Regions from separate parts of the Callithrix jacchus genome. Here region 1 is linked to region 2. Evidence: chromatin contacts called from public Hi-C data. All regions are on one chromosome and are shown on one strand. The core of a region is the stretch at or near the end of the contact, and the rest is flanking DNA. Distances in the headings are between cores, read along the strand shown.

Region 1 (3,854 bases), core at 504-3,003, 160 kb before region 2:
AGAAATATGTTCTCCTGAGGCGCTTGCAATCTCCTTCAGTTCAAAGTACTCAGCATGTCAAAGCCTCAGACTTTAGGCCATTGTGTTTTAGCCCCATCAGGAGTAAACTTTTTATCTTAGTTATGGGGGAGAGTCTGGCCTGTATCCCTCTGGGACCCACCTCTGCCTGTGACCACCAAGTGATCAGGATATTTCTCAAACACATCCATACCAATTTCCTCAAGTTCAAACACCCTCTGGACACTTTAATTTTTTTCTAAAAAATGTAGATAAGCATTGCAAAATCATTCAGAGGAGGAGGACCAACAGTTAGAAGCCTCTCTGAGAAACCTGCTCCCTACTACCACATTAGGAAAGGAGGTGAGCAGACAGGACAAGGACTCACAATTTAGACCTTTACAAATATCCCAAATGGCTGTTACCTTGCTCTCTGTCTCCTCAAGCTTTCTGCTATCCTCCTCTTTGATCTTCCCTCTGCGATTCCTTTCTAATGATACCATCCCTTTGTCCCAGAAATCTGTCCCATTCTGTCCCATTTCCCACAAGAGAAAGAGGTCCCAGTTGCTGCTGTCTCTTATTAAGGGCAAAGATTAATGCCTTGGGCTTCTGAAAGGCAGATTTCTTTGGTTCATCCTTCCCCTTGCTCTAGAGTAGGAAGAATGTGGCCAGTCCTGTAGTGGAACTTCTTGAAATGCTTTTTCCCCTTGGGCATGAGAGCTAATGGGGAGGGGGGCAATTTGGTTTGGAAATAACTAAGGAAAAACATTTCCCCATAATCAGTATTGCTCATCTTCCAAAGACAATGGGGGCCAGTAGCACAGGAGCAAAGCATTTTTCAGACTTTTGTTTGTTTTTGGAGCCAAAATCTCACTATGTTGCCTAGATTGGCCTCCAACTCCTGGGCTCAAGTGATTCCCCTGCCTCAGCCTCCTGAGTAGCTGGGATTACAAGCCTGTACTCCAGCCCCAGGGTTGGGCTTTTTTCCCCAGGATGTCAATATGTTCTTCACCTAACCCTATTATATTATTATTGTGGTAAAGGAGATTTTGTTGTCTTCCTGGACCCTTTTCAGTACAAAGGTCTCTCATTAGTTGAGAATATTTGTTTACTTTCTACTATAGAGTTTTTTTATCCTAAAAACTCTCCCTAGATGGAGTGGGGGTGGGGAGAATCTCCCTTATCCTGCCAAGCAAACTAAATAGAAACTTGAAAGTTTTTATATAACCGGAGTGGAGTGGCTCAAGTGCCTGTAAACTCAGCACTTTGGGAACCTTAGATCAGAGGATTGCTTGAGGCCAGGAGTTTAAAACCAGCCTATGCAACATAGTAAGACCCTCTTCTTTCCAAAAAAGATAGACAGAAAGAAATTACCTAGATGTGGTGGCACACACCTGTAGTCTCAGCTACTCAGGAGGCTGAGGCAGGAGGATCGCTTCAGTCCAGGAGTTCAAGGTTACAGTGAGCTATGATCATGCCACTGTACTCCAGCCTGGGTGACAGAACAAGATCCTGTCTTTCTCTAAAATAAAATAAAAACAAACACTAAATAATTTTAAAAATTTTAAAAGAAGTTTGCATATAGAATTAGCAAGATAATTATGAAGGCAGTGTTTATGGATTTGTAATTGCCTGACAGGTCCTTACCCACTGCACAGGTAAATTCAGTTCACTGAGATGGTATTATTGCACTAAAGAGTTTAATTAACACAAGACCAACTAAGCAGAACTGGAATTATTACTCAAATCAGTCTCCCCAGCAACTCAGAGGCTTGGGTTTTTATGGATAATTTGGTGGGCAGGGAGGAGTGCTGCTGATTGGTTAGAATGAAATCACAGGGGTGTGGAAAACAATGCTGTGCACTGGGTCAGCCTCTGGGTGGGGCTATAGGACTGGGTAAATCCTGACCCTCTGATCTGGGTGGGTCAATCAGTTGCCAGAATCAAAAATCTGAAAAAAAAATGCAAAAGAACAATTTTAGGTTCTACAATAGTGATGTTACCTACAGGAGCAACTGGGGAAGTCACAAATCTTGTACCTCTGACCACATGACTCCTGAGCAGTAAGGGATTAGAGAAAAAAATGCCTGTAGTTTAGCAGAATTCAGGTCCTTATTCTTGGGACCTCTCATTAGTCTTACAATGGTGGTTTCAGTCCCTTAACAAGGAGGGGATTACTTTTAGGGAGGGACTATTATCATCTTTCCTTTAAAGTTAAACTATAGGCTGGGAGTGGTGGCTCATACCGTAATTCCAGCACTTTGGGAGGCCGAGATGGGAGTATCGCTTGAGACCAGGAATTTGAGACCAGCCTGGTCAAAATAGCAAGACCTCATCCCCATTTTAATTAAAAAAAAAAAAAAAAAAAAGGTAAACTAAATTTCTCCCATGGTTAGCTTAACCTACGCCCAGCGATGAGGAATGACAGTCAGGCTGTGAGGCTAGAAGTGAGATGGAGGCAGCCACGCCAGACTTGTCTTGCTGTCATAATCTCTGCAAAGGTGGTTTCAGATTCAGTGCCTTGCTCTACAAAGTGTCCTTTAAAAACTGATGTCTTCAATTTCAGAGGAAATTGATTTCTAAGCAACATGTGCCTTTTTGCCTAGGAGCTAAAAGCTTTCAACTCCTCCTCTTCTTCCATCTCACAATCTGCAAGATGAAAGGAAAAAAATCTAAGGTTTCTAGCAGATTTTGGGAATTTATAATTCAACGAATGCCTACTAAATATCTACCAGGTGCAGTATTGGGTGGTGAAAATGCAATGTGTATCATTTAGGCAAAATTCTCATGGTTTCTACAACCTTGCTCTGAGCAATAAAATACTAGAACAAAGGTTAACACAAATCATATGATTTCTTTTGCCATGTCAACCTAACAGCAAAAGAAGAAAACACTTCTCCAAAATGACTTATCCGAAAGACCCTAAGCCCTATTGGGTATTGTCAAGGAATAGGTCAGTGTGGTTCAGAAGTTAATAGAAAAGCATTCCAAATTCCTTCTGTTCTTTCCTTCAATCGTGACTTCACTTGACCTTGACAAAGAGACGTCTTCAAGGAAAAACAACTTTGAAAGGAAAACGGAATTTGAAGAGTAATTTAATCTTAACCATCCTTTCAACTGGAAATTTGAGCATATAAACAGTTTCAGAAAAATGTGTTAGAGGTGTAGCTGGAAAACAAAATGTAACTTCTTCTTAAACTTCTGCAAATGACAGAATTATTCATAGGAATCAAAAGGGAACAATCTCTGAAGGAGAAACACTGCTATTTTACCAGTGGGCCTTCAGAAATACCCTCACTTCCCACTCTTCTCTGTTCTAAGAAATCATCTACCTCAACTAGAAAACTCCGGGCATCGGCAAAATGGTCTATTTAACTTTCATTGTAATGTAAAACATTATTTGCCAGACTAGTTACATTGCTTTTCCAGATATCCCTTTTTCACCTAACACATTATTACCAAAAATATTCTAAAGTCTCAAATGCATTTGCCCTTCTGTCTTCATTTTAATGTCAGATTCTAAACGAAATTTGCATCAGAATACACACAAATGAATGTTTTAGACGTTACCCTTTTCCATTTGTCTGAAATAGAAGTTGTTATTTTTTGTTGTTTTACCTCTCAGGAAATGGTGTCACCTGCTTTATGTTGATCAAAACCCGAATCTAGTTGATACTCTTGATTTCTCTCTCTCACCTCCACTATATTCAATCCATCCATATGTCCTATTGGCTCTGCCACTAAATCAGAATCCAAGTCTTCTACTTTCCTCCATTTCCATTCCTTTTTTTTTTTTTTTTTTTTTAACTTTTTGAAGTGGAGGCTAGCTTTGTCACCCAGGCTGGACTGTAGTGGCA
Region 2 (3,344 bases), core at 450-2,949:
AGTTTTAATCCCAGTCTTACTGGCTAGTGGCTCCTGTAAATTTAGGTAAATCTAAGCCACATTTCCGTTAACAGGAGGAAAAGTCAAAATTGTTGTGGAGATTAAATAAGAAATATATGAAAGGGCTTAACAGGGCTTGGCACATAGTAAGCATCGATATACAGGTGCTATCGTTTTCTCTAATCAATTGTATTCTAACTCTTAATGGGTAAAGTCACTAAGGAAAAAAGTTAAATGATTTTTCATTTCATCAAAACCTCATTCCTAGAACCTTGTATGAAATTGTATTTATTTATTTATTTATTGAGAAACAGGGTCTTGCTGCTTCACTGACTCTAGAGTGCAGTGGCAAGATCGTAGCTCACTGTAGCCCCAAGTTCCTAGGTTCAAGGGATCCTCTTGCTTCCGCCTCCTGAGTAGCTGGGACTACAGGTATGCATCACTATAACTGGGTAGTTTTGAAAATTTTTTGTAGAGATTGGGTCTTACTGAGTTTCCCAGGCTGGTCTCATACTCCTGGCCTCCAGCCATCCTCCTGTCTTGGCCTCTGAGATCTCTGGGATTACAGGCATGAGCCACTGGGCCTGGCCTGGAATTCTTTTTAGACCTGCCATTTATCTCACATCCTTAATTCTAGAAATGTGTTATGTTCATGGGAAAATCATCAGAAAGCCTCAGACTGTAATGGTGGGTTTAGCGGTTTTTCTGGCGATGTACTTAAATAGCCAACTCAGAAATTCAATATTCTAATTGATTTAAGAAGCCAGTGCTACAAAAACAGGGTGATTATACATGAAGCTCCCAGTATCTAGATTCTCTGGATTTGGAATTCTCTGCCTGCTGGACCACGGTGCTCACGGAGCTGGCACTGGCTCACCCAGCATAGGCCCCTGTGCTCTGCCTTGTAAAGACTGAGTGTTAGGACCAGTGGCAGGACAGCCACTCCTTGTCACTGGGTTCTCAACTCTGGTTGAGGACATCACATCATATCCTTTAAAAATAAAAGCAAAACATAGCTAGAAGCCCAGTGAGACTCTCTGAGCCCACTGCTAGAGCAAAAAACTGCGGGCTCTGGTAGGTTCTGCTGGGGCTGAGTAATGAAGATTTCAGTCTTTCCCAGCCGTCCCTTCCATCTCTGGTAGACTTCTGTAAACAACTGAGGCAAATGCCCCATGGGAGCTAGCTGGCACCGTTTGTCAAAAGCATTTAGAGGGCTGATGGGAGAAGTACTTTCCAGATCAATGGAGGCAACTTCCCTTCAGTGCTATTTCCCCTGGCTTTTGAAAAACAACTTTCATGTTATAGCTGTGTAACCAGGAGAGCTCAGGTTGCCAAAAAACACTAACAAAAGAAGCTCTGGGCCTCCCTCCACTTTTTTCCTAGCCCAGTCTCCCTGACTACACAGGAGTCCCTCAGGAGAACAATGAGGATCACATGGAAGAACAGGTGCAGAGACTTGGGAAGTGATGGAAAGAGCTGGCTCATTCCTCCCACGTTTCTCTTATTTTTATAAATTAAGACTCCTGCCCGCAATACATTTTGTGTGATGTGCATTCAATTAGAATCAGAGTGACCAGACAGTGGTGTTTTACAGCCATGCAGCTGCCAAGCCGCCGCTTCGCCAGGTGAGGAAGCAGAAAAGCCACGTCCAAGCTTTCCTAAGTGCCCCCTCTCCACAAAGTGGATCAGGGATTCTTTGTGCATTGTCCCAAGCAAGCCCATGGAAGAGGGCCTCTCTGCTTCCTATGACACTTCTTGCTTTGTTTGTAACATCCCATGAGATGGGTCAGAGAGTACCAGAAAGGAGATTGTCACTGAAAGGGCCTCTTTCTGCATTTCACATCCTCTTGCTTATGTAATTAGGAAACAAAACGCTTTGTAACAGGTCAAGGCTCCCCAAACTCTAGTATCTATGACATAAATAATAAGCCCCTTCATAAACAAACCTGCCTTTTCTGCAGAAATCAGCTGAAGTCAGAGAATCTAGATTCAAATCCCAGCTCAGCCACTGATCAACTCTGATTTAGGGTAAATCCTTCAGGACTGTCAATAGAGAAAGTATCTTCTAACTTTTCTACCAACCTCAAAAGGTGGTTATGAAAATAAAATTAAAATGTAGGATGGTTTATGCAAAGGCTCTGGAAATTGAATTGGATGTTTAAGAGTGCCTGCCTGGCGCTTGGTGCACATCCAGTAAATACAATGGAGCTGGCTGCAGGAGTGGGAGGTGTGGGATGTCAGGCCTTACGCAAGCAAGCTGATGGGGAGATACTTGGGGGCATCCTTGCCTACTCTCTTCAATCATTTACTTTGTTCATATGTGAAACTGGCTTCAATTCCACTCAGTTATACTATCCCCACCAAACAGTGTCCACAGAGTGAGCCACAGATCAGTCTCTAAAACCATCACAACAGGGCTGGGAGCTATGGTGCATGCCTGTAATCCCAGCACTGTGGGAGGCTGATGCGGTCACATCACCTGAGGTCAGGAGTTCAAGACCAGTCTGGCCAACATGATGAAACCCTGTCTCTACCAAAAATACAAAAATCAGCTGGGTGAGGTGGTGTGTGCCTGTAGTCCCAGTTACTCAGGAGGCTGAGGCGGGAGAATCACTTGAACTCGGGAGGTGGAGGTTGCAGTGAGCCGAGATCGCGCCACTGCTTTCCAGCCTGGGCGACAGAGCAAGACTTTGTCTCAAAAAAAAAAAAAAAAGAAAGAAAGAAAAACAAACAAACAAACAACAACCAAAAACCATCACAGCAGCCTGTAAGTGGCCATCTTGCACCAGGAGGCCAGAAAACAGCCTCCTATGGACTAAAAAATAAGGACTATCCAGCTACATATAGTAACCTCACAGTGCTCCTCCCAGGCCATAGATGGATTGTTGATCAAACTCTAGAGCAGAGCTGTCAAACCTCCATGTGCATAGAACCACTTAGGTGGCTTGTCCTATGCAGAATCTGATCCTGTTTGTTTACAGTGGGGCCTGACATCAAGTTCTCAGGTGATGCTGATACTGCTAGTCCTCAGTGCACACTTTGAGCAGCAAGGCTGTAGAAGACCATAAGGGACTCAATCGTTTCTCCTCACATTCCTCTATTCATTGGTTGACCTACTGTTGTAACCCCTACCCTATGATCTCATCCCAACAAAAGGTGGTGCTCCCTCTCCTCCTCCTGGTTTCCCACTCACTTCCTCTTTCCCAAACCCTTCCACTGAGCCATCTGGATTTCCTATCTTTCCAACTCTTGCTCACGTCTGCGAAGCCCTGTTCCTTTGTGGCTCATGCAGACTTCCTAATCTGCTCCTCCCTGCTCATTGATGACTACGGTCGTAGCCCTCC

The links. A called contact is a pair of places that touch in the nucleus more often than the background predicts.
Region 1: a Hi-C map of skeletal muscle shows a contact between it and region 2, with 4 times the contacts expected there. The contact joins the promoter of ZNF326 here to the enhancer-like site in region 2. A contact is called at or near these places in 3 of 3 Hi-C or Micro-C datasets (induced pluripotent stem cells and skeletal muscle).

The regions. Positions count from the first base shown.
Region 1 is chr7:127,394,622-127,398,475 of calJac240_pri, reverse strand. It overlaps ZNF326 (zinc finger protein 326), which reads right to left and starts at 1,753. Exons shown (of 11, transcript XM_078332399.1): 1 at 1,645-1,753; 2 at 1,392-1,519.
Region 2 is chr7:127,234,271-127,237,614 of calJac240_pri, reverse strand. No RefSeq gene overlaps it. Among named protein-coding and RNA genes, the nearest start is that of LRRC8D, 19 kb to the left of the region's middle. Within about 2 kb of position 1,699, at least 3 of the 16 cell types and tissues checked have an H3K27ac peak or open chromatin away from gene starts, as enhancers often do.